Linked DNA regions of Mus musculus: regions 1 and 2 are each linked to region 3. The links are chromatin contacts, called in public Hi-C maps. All regions are on one chromosome and are shown on one strand. The core of a region is the stretch at or near the end of the contact, and the rest is flanking DNA. Distances in the headings are between cores, read along the strand shown.

Evidence for each region. Hi-C and Micro-C count contacts between places; a contact is called where the count stands out from the background.
Region 1: a contact with region 3 is called in a Hi-C map of liver, with 1.9 times the contacts expected there. The contact joins two enhancer-like sites. A contact is called at or near these places in 4 of 484 Hi-C or Micro-C datasets (the HPC-7 cell line, Th1 cells, liver and 1 more).
Region 2: a contact with region 3 is called in a Hi-C map of liver, with 4 times the contacts expected there. The contact joins two enhancer-like sites. A contact is called at or near these places in 13 of 484 Hi-C or Micro-C datasets (the HPC-7 cell line, embryonic fibroblasts, embryonic stem cells and 3 more) and 1 of 115 datasets of contacts at active chromatin or transcription factors (liver).

Annotation. Positions count from the first base shown.
Region 1 is chr10:8,064,673-8,069,026 of GRCm38.p6, forward strand. No RefSeq gene overlaps it. Among named protein-coding and RNA genes, the nearest start is that of Gm30820, 87 kb to the left of the region's middle. Within about 2 kb of position 1,254, at least 102 of the 459 cell types and tissues checked have an H3K27ac peak or open chromatin away from gene starts, as enhancers often do. A contact at or near this core is called in liver, where this site is marked.
Region 2 is chr10:8,084,494-8,088,736 of GRCm38.p6, forward strand. No RefSeq gene overlaps it. Among named protein-coding and RNA genes, the nearest start is that of Gm30906, 89 kb to the right of the region's middle. Within about 2 kb of position 2,903, at least 22 of the 459 cell types and tissues checked have an H3K27ac peak or open chromatin away from gene starts, as enhancers often do. A contact at or near this core is called in liver and uterus, where this site is marked.
Region 3 is chr10:8,226,368-8,230,747 of GRCm38.p6, forward strand. All of the region lies in intron 7 of Ust (uronyl-2-sulfotransferase), which reads right to left. It overlaps 4930573G07Rik (a long non-coding RNA gene), which reads left to right. Exons shown (of 3, transcript XR_003948827.1): 2 at 3,871-3,972. Among named protein-coding and RNA genes, the nearest start is that of 4930573G07Rik, 19 kb to the left of the region's middle. Within about 2 kb of position 1,869, at least 45 of the 459 cell types and tissues checked have an H3K27ac peak or open chromatin away from gene starts, as enhancers often do. A contact at or near this core is called in liver and uterus, where this site is marked.

The DNA of each region.
Region 1 (4,354 bases), core at 4-2,503, 160 kb before region 3:
CATCAATTGATCTAACTTGTCAAGTTAACTGAAACACTTAGGCTTAGCATCTTGCCTACAATGATGCCTGGATTCTTTTTCTTAAGAGTTTATTCTTGGGTACCAGCCTTTAACATCCTAGCTCTGGTGAAACAAAGGCTGGAAGACTGGTGCAATTTTGAGAATAGCCTGGGCTATATAGCGAATTCCGTACCAGCCCTGGCTATAAAGCTAGATCCTGTCTCAGAAAAATAAAGCATAAACAAAATTCAGCAGTTATATTATGAATTAAGCATATTACATTGCCTCTGCATATAGGAGCAATGCTATTTAGTGTTCTTTATAGCGTTCCTTGGATCTTCAGCTCCCTCACAGCTAATCGAGTTCTAAGAGGCTCTAGAACTTCCAAGACTGCTTAAACAACAACAAGCAAACTTAAGGTAATAGCAGGAAAATCCGGTACAAATTGCCTGGCATGTGACCCACTAGCACTGAGAAAAATTAGTAATAGAATGACTGGTTATTTGGTTTTCAGACCACCCAGGTTTAAAGTAGCCATGGAACCACAAAACTTTGCTAAAAGCTATCTTCTTATTGTGGGCAAAGGACCAGCTATTTAGCTATTACTTGGATAATCTTGTGTGATTGGGAAAACAGAAGCAGCCTTCTGATGTATGATCTCCCCTCCAAGGATTCAGAGAACTTGTTATTTTGAATGGCGTTCTTACATGGGCATTGGTGGTCAAGTACATGATTTTGAAGACCTAAAAGCAAAAGAGGAAACAAATCATCAAGATGTATGCTTCTATCTGTTTTAAGTAGCTTTTCCTCCCTGCTTCCATAGGCATAAGATGATTTCCTTGAAAACCCATTTGCCAACGTTCATTCTGACATCTTCCACTCATATCTGCTCCTTCAGGATTTCCTCAGCTAGGCCTTTTATACCATGACCTGAGATGGCACAGTAGGTATCCACCTATTTCTTGGCTGGCTCGTGCAGCCTGTACTGGTTTTGTGGGATAATCTTGCTCATTTCTAACATTTAAACTGGCAACATTTGCTTGATTTTATTTGAAGTTGTAATCTTTACAATACATGCGTTGTTTCAAAGCAATGGCAATAATTGCCTGGCTTCTGCTATGCCTGCACCTTAAAGCCCATAATACGTTGCAAATGAGAACTCTTAGCAAACTTGGCCTCAGGAAACCCTTAAACAGAGAACTGGTTCCATCTGCTGAGACCACTTCCGGGCTCCCAGAGTGAACAGAAGCTTGGCTTCCTGTGAGATCTTACAGTTGCTTCTGCTTCCGCTTTCCGGTTCTAGCTGGAGTGTGGTGCACGCTCTTAGCTCACTCGGGGAGCAATGTCTAATTGGTAGCAGGCTGCCAGGCTCTCCCAAAGCCCAGTATACATGCTATGACAGTGACCAGTGCTGCAGTGCAAGGGGTCTGATACTCATGCAAGACTCCTTAACCGAACTCTAGACTCAGTTTCCCTCCGGTGTTCTTCATAGCCATTCTTCCGTGATAAGATGTTTGAGGCACTTAAAGCTTTCTTATTCATTCCCTCAAGAATAGCTTGGAGCACGCATCTCACATGCTCCTCTTTGAGAAAGCAAGATAGAAATTACAATAATAATAATAGTAGTAGTAACAACAACAACAACAACAACAACAACAACAACAACAACAAAAGGCAACATAGTCCCTGTAGGAAAAGGTAGGACACTAGTACCCTGTCCCAACCACTTTGTCCTTATCTTTCTCATACTGGACAAGCAAATATTTATTTTCTGGGGCCTCCTTTGCAGCTGAGAGTGGCCATGTGACCCAGTTTAACAGGACAAAATGAAATCAGAGCTAACAACTCTTCTCTGCCTTTATGATCAGTACCCTATCTCTGTCCTTATTTTAATGTTTATATGATATTTTGTGGTATGTACATACTAGGCCTATCGAGACATTCCCCCAAATGATAGATTGCTGTCATTTCCTCTCATAATCCAATAGTGTCATGATGAACATCCTATTTCAATAAACATTCTCAACCTTGTGTATTGGTGCCTTTCTTACAGGACTGAATCTCAAATACTGGTTAACTGTCAGAACTTACACATGTTTATGTTTCCAAAGATATTGAAATATATACACATTTTTAAAAATAGTGATTCTCTTCTCAATAGCTGTATGTAAGTGGACTTATCTTTCTGCTTTACCAATGGCTCTTTTCAAGTTTTCCATTCTACCGAGTAACAATAGGTTATTAGGGTATTTGAATTTCCACTTTCCTGCATCTTTTTAAAGATTTGTTGACTGGGCAGACATGGGTCCACTCTGGCATTTTCTTAATGCTTGTTCTTATTTGTTCTCATTCCTCATGCCTCTTCTCTGTGCCATTTCCTCTTGCTGGGGCCTCCAGTGGCCCACTTCTGCTTTCCTGCCACGTATACATGATAAAGATTCCTATCAGCCTTCTCTCCCTACACCCTCTTAAAACTTCTTCTTCTGCTTTTATGGCTCCCTTTGTAGTTTCATGACCTACACACATACAGAAATAAGTAAACAGATAAGCAAACAAAGAACTGAAGTCTAGATGGTAGAAGAAAAGAAACAATAGCATTTGTCTTTCTGTGCCTGGATTATTTCATTTAACGTCCAGTCGCATCTGTTTCCTGCAAATGTGATTCACTTTTATTTATGGCTGAATAAACTTTGTGTGTGTGTGTGTGTGTGTGTGTGTGTGTGTGTGTGGATAGCTAGCCCAGCTCTATATTTTAAGGTATTATTGATAGTGCAGCAATAATTGTGAATGTGCAGGTATCTCTGTTAGGTAGATTCTAGGTACATCCTACCTCTGTAGGTAGGCAGTAGATAGTTGGTTATATACTCAGGATGGCTGGACAATACAGCTCTGTTTTTTGTCTTTTGAGGAACCTCCATAATGACTTCCATAGTGGCTGTGCACTGCAGTTTATATCCCTCCCAGCAATATGTACTCTTTGCCTACATCTTGGCCTTATATGTTGTCATTTCTTACCTTGATGTTAGGTGGAGTTTGGGGCAAGGTAGAGTCTAAAAATAATTTAAATGTTATGTTTCTTGATGACTAATGATGTTGAATGCTTTTCCCAATATTTACTATTCATATGTGTTTCTTTCTTTTATTTTTAAGAATTGACTATTCAGTTTGTTAGCTTGTGGTTGATTAAAAGACTTTTTCGTGAGGGACCATTTGATCTTTGTAATTCCTTACATACTCTAGATATCTACTCTCCTGACTGAAGTACAGTTAGCAAAGATTTCTTCTATCCTGTAAACTGTCACTATTTTCTTCTCTTTTTAGTTTCATGTAATCCCCCCCCTTTTTATTTCTGGGGTTATTTCCTGTCCTACTGAAGTTCTCAGATGGGAACAAGAACAGTTGTTTATTTATTTATTCCAATTTCTTTGATCAAATATATCTGTTTTGCTTTCTGACTTCTGGGGTCATTGTCTTAATCCATTTAAGAAACTTAGTTTCTGAACTCCATGTGATAGTTTAGAAGCAGGTTTCTTTGGGATGACTGGATCACCAAATATCTACTTTAAAGAAACTGAGAGTGGCAAAGAAATATTTGCAAAAAAAGAAATGAAAAGAAAGAAAGAAAATATAACTGTAGTCAGGAGTATTATAGAATGATATTAAGAGTTCTAGAGCTGTACTGTTAAAGATGCCACATATTTGAGTCATAGAACATAGTGAAATCAAGCTGATATTGACTGAACTCTATCCCTCCTCCATATGTTTGAAGGAGCTATGTTCACTACTGGAGAAGGAAAATCGTCATCAATGCTCCCCTTCTGTGAACCCTAAGAGCTATAATAATGACCAACCTGGTAAGATATGCTCAGTGGCAGGAATGCCATGGGAACAACCAACCACTTTCTGAATCACTTGAAGCCAACTTCACAGCATAAAACCCATAAAACCTGTCACTGTCACAGGCCCTAGGAGAGAACCGACTATTATTATGCCAATGAGAGGATTAAACTGAATTCTAATGACTTAGCATTATACCCATGAGTAAGTGTATCCCTCAACTCGCATCCTGGGAGTGTGTGATTTACACAGAGACCACATCTGGTGAAGATGTGGAGAATAAGAGACTGGAATGCTCATTGCCTTAGTTAGGGTTTTACTGCTGTGAACAGACACCATGACCAAGGCAACTCTTATAAAGACAACATTTAACTGGGGCTGGCTTACAGGTTCAGAGGTTCAGTCCATTATCGGCAAGGCAGGAGCATGGCAGTGTCCAGGAATACCCGGTGTAGGCAGAGCTGAGAAATCTATATCTTCATCTGAAGACTGATAGCAGAATATTGGCTTCCATATT
Region 2 (4,243 bases), core at 1,653-4,152, 140 kb before region 3:
TTGGGTGGTGAGAACACTGAAAATGTATGCTCTGAGCAATATTCAAATATGCTGTTTTAGCAACGCTTGTAATCCCTGCCACCTGGCAAAAAGCAGCTTAACAAAGGAAGGTTCAATTGCAACTCCTGGGTGGGAGCCGGAGGCAGGTGGTCACATTGTATCCACAGTCAGGGAGCCAAGCGCCATCAATGTTGGGACTCATCTGGCTATCCTGTTGTTACTGTTTTTATTGTTGTTTTCTCTCCCTTTGTTCAGGCCTCTCGGCACCAGTTTAGAGAGAGTCTCCCTTCCTTTGTTAAACCTCTCTGGAAAGGTCCTCACAGACATACCAAAGTGGGCATCCTAAGAGATCATAAATCCGATGAAGCTGACAATGAAGATTAGGCCTCCTGTGTGCAATCTGTTGTTAGTATGCCTTGGCTACTGCTCAATTGCCACGCTATAGCTTCTTACTAAAGAAGTTCATTAGTTCAGCCCTTTAGTAAACTAGAGGAGATAGGACATGTCCTAAGATGACTATTAAAGCAAGAGGACTTTAAGATGAATATCTGCCTATAATAGACCAGGCACCTAAAGGAATCTCTGGCTCTGACACAATAGCACTTTCAGACCATTTTCATGGGGAGAAAAGCACAGTGCTGAAGATCCTAGGATGAAGGCTTCCCATGGTGACCTTGGGATTTACGGCACCTGCTAACCGTTCTCCCTTCCTTGTGCGCCTCCTCCTCGCCCTGATTTCCTTTCCTTAGATGGGGATCCCTTCATTCTGGTTCTGAGACATGTGGTGAGCAGTGACAATCATCTAGGTAATGGTTGCTGTTCTCTCCTTCCACTTCCCACACAGGCAACAAATGTGAATCCCCGTGCAGCCATCTTGAGGTGCAAATGGAATCCCTTGTCTTTTGTTTTGCATTTCCAGGGATACATTGGAGCCAATGTTCTCTTCTTCTAAAACGATGCTTGTCTTTCTTTTTCTATTTACTTTCTCCCGACTCTCATGCTTAAGTAGTCTGGAGGCCTTCTCAGTCCTAAGAGTCAGTCTTGACCTGTAGGCAGGTCAAGAATTGGAAAATCTAATGAGTTTGTTAAAGCAGCCCCAGTGTTCAGATTATGGCCCATCCAAAATGAAATTTAACTGCTACTGTGCAACTTTAATTTTTCAAGCCCCACTTTTAGTGATGGTTCTGAAATGTTTTAGCCTCCCTCTTAGCTCACTACCCCCAGAAGTAGTGGAAAAGAAAGAATACTTTGAGAAATAGACCAGTCAAGAAAGGTTCTTTGGAGCAAGTCCCATCTGTGTTGTCAAGAAATTGGCAGTTCACTTCACAAGTCAGCAATGACAATTCAATCCACTCACAAACACCCTACCCCTCTCTTCTTTCCTTTCTCTTTCTCTCTATTCCCACATGTTTCTGGCTGCCCTTTCTCTCTTCCTCTCTTTCTCTATCTCTGTCCTTCTCTGTTCACCCTTTCTATGCTTCTAGCTCTTTCCAGGTCCTTCTTCCTTCCCCCACAATAAATCTTCTTTATACTAGGTCTGTCACATGCCGTGAGGTGTCGCAGGCAGACACCTCAGCATGGCCCCACCAAGTATTCTCTTCCTCCCAATCTGCTGCATTATATTTCATAACAGTTATAAGTCATAATGTAAATACCTTTTGTTTTCCGATGGTCTTAGGCAACCCCTGGGAAAGGTCCATTTGATGCCTCAAAGGGGTCTTGACCCACAGGTTGAGAACCACTGCCCTAGAGAAATCTATGCCTGGAGGGTCTGCAGCCTCTGCTGTCCCTTGTCAGATGCCATCTCTGTCCTGTCCACCTCCATCCTGTATCCACTGGGCACTGGAGTTGAGCCACTAGCTCACTTTTTAACTTTAATGGTGGCATGTATCCTGGAACCTTTGGGCTTCCCTCATACTAAGAGATTTTAGTTAGTTATGTTAGATAACTTCTCAATAAAATGAGATCTAGAAAGGAGAAAGGCACTGGGAACATTAATACAAAGATGCCTTTTGCATCTCGGGAAAAAATCTGGATACAAAACTATTTCTGTAAGAGAGAAAAACAAAACAAACCCTACAGTAAGATCTTGGATCACCACTGGCTGAGAATGGAGAGCAGGCTGCTTGAGCAACTCCACCCTTAATGCCAGAACACTTCTGTGAAGCTCACCCGTACTGGCTGAGAACGGTCACAAGCTCTTCCTGAACTGTTAAATAATAAACACTGTGAATTTTTTTGTTTGAATCTTTGGATCTATCTAAGTTCCTGGCTCATAACAGGCGTTCAGGGAATATTTGTTGAGTTAAAAAATAAAAACAAATGTCCTGACCTGATTGGATGGAGAACTCTACCCAAGGCAAAAGAAAAAAAAAATGGGAGCTGGGGGTGGAGTGGAGAGTGGCAAGGTCTGGCATGCCACAGGTAAACATGAATGTTGGGAGTGGTGAATGTTGAATTCGTAGATGAATTAAAGCATTTGATAACCTTGTAAATAGACTACTGTGTATTTATATAAATGGCACACTTAGCTTGTAGCTCAAAGGAGCTAAAATAACTGTGTGAAAAGTGAAAGAGTCCATCGGCCAGATGCTTGTTTTGCCTACGTGAAAGTCAAACAACCAAGGAGACTGATTTTTTTTTCTTCTTCTCTGAATTGAAGCTTTGTCTCAGGACGCTGCACTGTGGTGCAAGCTCCCATCTCAGGGCACCATTGACAGCTTCCAGGTTCCAGCCAGCCTGCTGCAGGCTGCTGCGTGAGGTGTGGGTGGAGAGCTAAGCCTAGCTGCCAATGTGACCAATTGGAGTTGAGTCAACAGGGCTATTAGGTTAGTGTGTCTTCTTCCAGTAAACTTCTCTATGTTTTTGTTTGTTTTGAGACAGGAACAGGGTGTCAAGTAACCCTGGCTGCCCTCAAACTCAATATGTAACAGAGAATGACCTTGGTCCTTCTGCTCTCTCTCTCAGCACTGGGGTGATTGACATTACACAACCACTCCTGGTTTTGATGTTACTGTCTCTTTAACTTAGAGTCATTCTAGTTCATTAGTTATAGATGAGATAGGCAGAGTTACATGTGTACATATGAACTATTTTAAGATGTCTCAAAGTGGGACAGGGGAGATGGCTCTTTAGTCTTCTTTCAGAAGTCATAGGTTCAATTTGCAGCACCCATAGAACTTATAACCATCTACTTTCAGAGGATCCAGCACCCTCCTCTGGCCTCTGCAGGCACCAGCCACACACACATATTATACAGACATACATACAGGCAAGACATCTGTACTACTAAAAAAAAAATAATAATAATAGTTTTTTTTCTTTTTTTAATCCTGGAAGGTTAAATAATGCCTCCCCAAAGATGTCCAGGCAGTAACCCCGGGCATCTGATTGCACCATGGCACACAGACCTGAGGAGTCTGGTGGGAGATTAAATTGAAGGTTTGAGACAGAAGGTCATCCTGGAATATCGGGGACCCCAGCGTGATCGTGTGGTCTATATACAAGGGAGGCAGGGAGTAGAAACCAGTGCAGCTGAGGGCAGGAATATGGGTTCCTGTTGAAGTTAAGTCCTAATTCTGCTTCCCAGTCCCGTGCTCTCAGAAATAAGACTCAGACTCAAAATACTTTTACAAATATCTTGGCTATATAGCTAGGTTCTACTCTGACTATATCAAAACTAAAGATACCCATTTATTTTCACCTACATTTTGCCACATGGCTGTGATCAGGTACCACACCTCTGTCTCTTCACCTCTTTTGGGGCTCCTCTCCCTACCTCCTTCTCTTCCAGAATTCTTTCTCCTCCAGATGTCCCACTTCTATTTCCTGCCTAAGCCATAGACCTTTTTAATTAACAGATGAGGCATCTGTGCAATACATAAGATGATCTCTCTACAGGTTAGGGGCACAGAGACTGACTTGGAGATGGTATGTTGCTGGTCTCTGAGACAGAGGAAGAAGCCACACAGCACGAAAGGTCAGCAGTCTCTGGAAGTTTTAAAAGGCTTTTTCCTAGAAAGTCTACAAAAACCACAGCCCAGCAGCGCCTTGATTTGAAGCTCTCCAACCTATGCACTTGGATACTTTGTATCGCTTTGTGTGATTTGTTAGAGCAGCAGTAGGCAACTGATACTAACTTTCAACTGCTTAGCAGAGAATTCTCTAAGTCAGGTGGATGAGTAGATTCTAGTAGGAACAAAATTTATTTTAGTGCTAAATAACATCAAAAAGACAAAAAGCC
Region 3 (4,380 bases), core at 619-3,118:
GGCTACTAAATTGGCATTTTCTTGCCTTCTTCCCTTCAGGGACTTCTATATTGCTTAGCAGTCACTTGTATAATGAATAATAACAGTTTAATAGACAATGTGCTTGCATTCTTAATGTGAATATCTGCTATGACTTGTTCTCTAAACAGCCTGTGCTAAAAGGAAAAGGTAGAAGATTTAAAGAGGAGGGCCTGTAGCAGTTTTCAATCTGTGTCACAACCCCTTTTAGAGTGACATAGCAGATATCCTTCATATTAGATATTTAATTATGATTCAAAACAGTAGCAATATCATAGTTATGAAGCAGCAACAAAAATGATTTTTTGGTTGGGGTCACCACAGCATGAGGAACTGTATTAAAGGGTCACAGCGTTAGGAAGGCTGAGAGCCACTGGCTTAGAGAGAGGATTTGGGGTGTGTGCTGTTCAGGAGCCAATGGGAGTCTGTTTCTCTCTTCTGTTTCTTTGCTATGAGGTGACCCACTTTGCTCTGCAGGTGTTCTCGCCATGATGTGCTAACACCTCCCGTCTGATATCTGATCTTAGGCTAAACCCTTGAGCCCAAACAAACCTTTGTACTTGTTAGTAGTTGGCCATCTCAGGTCATTTTAATAGTAAAAGGAAGCTGAGTGAAGAATACTATTACTGAGGTTGGGATTATTATTCAGTATCTTATTGAGTACCTGACTTTTTCTCTACCTTTATCTGTTAATGATTTTAGAATCACAAGATCATATATTAATAATACGATCAATATGAACACAGTGTCATGCATCATAGTTGCACATATAACTGCTACTTACACACATTTAAACATGCTAAATAAATGCTACTCTCCGTGGAGGCATGAATAGATTTGGCTCCCACAAACTCACGTGTTTGAAAGCTTGGGCCATGGGGAATGATACTATTAGGAGGTGTGGCCTTAATGAAGGTGTTGGCTGTGAGGTCTCTATGCTCATGCCCCACCCAGTGTGGAATTCCAGTCCTCTCCTGCAGAAGACAATCTTCTCCTGGCTGCCTTTAGGTCAAGATGTAGACCTCTCAGCTCCTCCAGCACCATGTGTGCCGGGATGCTGCCATGCTTCCACCATGACGATAATGGACTTAACCTCTGAAACTGTAAGCCAGGCCCAATTAAATGTTGTCCTTTATAAGAGTTGTCATGGTCCTGGTGTCTCTTCACAGCAATGGGAAGCCCAGTTAAAATACTCTCTTTATATGTAGATGTCTTTTATGACTTTTTAAAATGTTTTATGTTGGCCGGGCGTGGTGGAGCACGCCTTTAATCCCAGCACTTGGGAGGCAGAGGCAGGCGAATTTCTGAGTTCAAGGCCAGCCTGGTCTACAAAGTGAGTTCCAGGACAGCCAGGGCTATACAGAGAAACCCTGTCTCAAAAAACCAAAAAAAAAAAAAAAAAAAATGTTTTATGTTTTCAATTTTCATTTTCCTTATTTTGCATATGCATAAACTTATATGCATACACATCTATGCATATGCATAGTGGAGGAGGGACCTATGGAGATCTGAGGATGACCGGTAGGAGTTGGTTCCTGTATCTCTGCTTCCTCTGTGGGTCCTGGGGCTTGAACTTGGGTCATCAGGCCTACCAGCAGGTGTCTTTACTCACTGGAGCATCTTGCTGGCTCCTTTTTATATTGTTTTTCTGCTTAACAAATACTTAGCATCACCCCATCACCAAAATAAAATTGTCATTTATACTTTTGTGTATTTTTTTAACGCTCTATTTTCAGAGCTTCTAGCGCTGGACCATCTGGAGTGAGTTAAGGCTCCTGGCATAGGATGAGAGGACTCGTTCTCAGAGCAATTAGTCAATGTGTTTTTCTTCTTTGTTTACTCATTTGGCTGGATGCTCTTTACTGTACCAGGCACCACTTTCACATGGCCATCTGCCTCGCTCTGCTCACCCTTGGAGCCTGTGTCCCCTCCAGTATTTTAAAACAGGAGCTTTCCAGTATTCTGGAATCTTCTAGGGCAAAATTTCTTCTCAATTAAAAAAAAAAAAGAGAACAAGAAAGAAAGAAACGAAAAATCACTGGCCATCTCGGTCTCTCATGTTTATTTTTTCCAGATGACCCTGAGGATCATTTTAAGTAATGAAAGCACATGGTAACTTCAGAAAAATGCCATTTTTTTTTGCAACAGCCCCTCCCCCATCCATCTGCATGAATATGGATTTCCTCAGGGTTTGCATTTCTGTGGTGGTTGATGTTGCTCTCTAAGCAAAGTTTGGTGCCCACACTGCAAGTGGAAATTTGGGGCTTGAATTTCTCTCAAGGGCTAGAATTATTAAGGAGAAATTCTGAGCCAGTTTGAAACATGCAGCCCGAAAAGTGGGTGAGAGAGCACAAAAGATTAGATTTCAGAAAACCAGGACTTTGAGTGTTTAAAATGCCCCATAAATCCTTCTGAAGATGTGTTCTCTAACTGACTACCTCACATGAGCATGAAGAATCCTTGATGGAGAACATTAAAGAGGCAGAGGCTACCATGACAGCGTCATTTGTCACATATTCTCCAAGTCACCGTTAATTCAGCCTTAGCAATGACTAGTAAAACATGGTTAAGCATTAGGCACCATGTCATACCACTGGCTTGCTTGCTCCATTTCACAGATGTGTGGAAATAATGTCTGGCTTCAATTTGTATCTGAGATCGGGGGTACATGTATTTTTTACTCTAGGTTTATTTTTAAAATAAACAAGAGCAAATGGGGATCTGCCATGGGATGTGGTCAGTCAACTTCATGTGACCTCAGAATTTGTATTAGAAAATAACTCCAGTTACTACTTTCAAAGGTGAGTTTCAAAATAACACAAGAGGAAAAGAATTCCTTACCAAGTCTAACCAAGGAGCCAAGATGCTCAAATCAGGAGGCATCAAATGGGTAATCTACTACCAACATAAGGTCATTATTGCCACCATTCCTTCTGACATCTCTGAGGTTATCTGTTCTGTTTGTTCATAGGAAACAGATGCTCAGAGACACTAAGGAATTTGCCCAAGGTTAAACAGCTGCTAAGAACTGGGAGAGAGCACAGCCCAGACTGATGACTTGAGTCCACCTCCTGGGATCTATGTAATGGAGGGAGAGAACTGACTTCACTAGTTGACTTCTGGCTTCCACACATGTACCAGAATGAGTACATGTGCACACAGATGCTAAATGAATGAATAAAGGAGTAATGTAACTAAAAATAAAAATTAGGAAGAATTAGAAACCATAGGTTAAAATCTTAGTACACTGGCTATGGAGCCTGTGTCTGATCTCTGTATCTACAAATCCAAGGCTAGGAGAAGAAAGTTCAGAGATAGAAGTAGTACTTTATGAAAGATATCTTTAGTTTCCCAATAGAGTGTCAAAGTCAAGGTCAAATGAACCAGAGTTCCAGAGAATCAGCTACTGCAAGGCCAACTGAAGGGTGTGTTAGCCCTGGCTTTGTCAGAGGCTGTAGGAGGGTTAATAGAGGTTGGCTTGAACGACTAACAGACTGCTCTGGGATAGCCTATGCTAACAGATAACATGCATATTGCCAACCAAGAGGGGTCTTTGAGTAGACTTGATTACCCATGAATTCTGCTCTCCCCTCCCCCAAACAGGACTCTGATCCATAAATAGTGTTGTGAAGATGTACTCCAGACCCTTGTATTATAGATGCACTAAAGCTATGCATGGATTTGAGAAAAAAAAATCTCTATCACATAATTCTTGACAGTGGCCTGGAGGAAATAAGAGTTGTTGACAGCCACATGCCTAGCAATCTGGCATCTGTGTTTTCTATGGAGAGCAGGGAACGATTCCAGAAAGTTCTTGAGCAGATTTCTGAGAACATTCATTTTTCTTTCAAGGTATAATCAAAAGATTGTAAGCTTCCCAGCCTGGGTGACTGCAAAGGGATGGGCCGGAAGGACATCTGCACCTCCTTAAATGAAAGCATGAAGTCTCAGAAGGTAACCACGGAGAAGAAGCTGGGATGGAGTCCCTCCACTCCCAAGATCCCACTCTATTCTCCCAGGGATTGCTAGCTTTGTGAAGTAAGACACTGTGAGATTTCCTAGTACTTCCTGGTCCCCTCCCAGGGCACACAGCCAATCAGAGGAGAAGTCAGTGTCCCCAGGTTCCTCCTGGTATCCACATGTACTTCTGAGTAAGTGTTCTGTTTGCCATTCTTGTGTCTAGAATTCTAGAATGTTGGGATATTATGGCTCCCCCTGCCCTCAGGGATTGTCGGCTGATATCTGTCTATGAGAGCAAAGAGAAAAGAGTCAACAGATGAGGGCTGTGTTTGGAAGCCCTGTGAGTAGGTATGGTGAAGAAGAGACACCGGGACCAGCTGCAGGGAGACAAATTCACTTTAT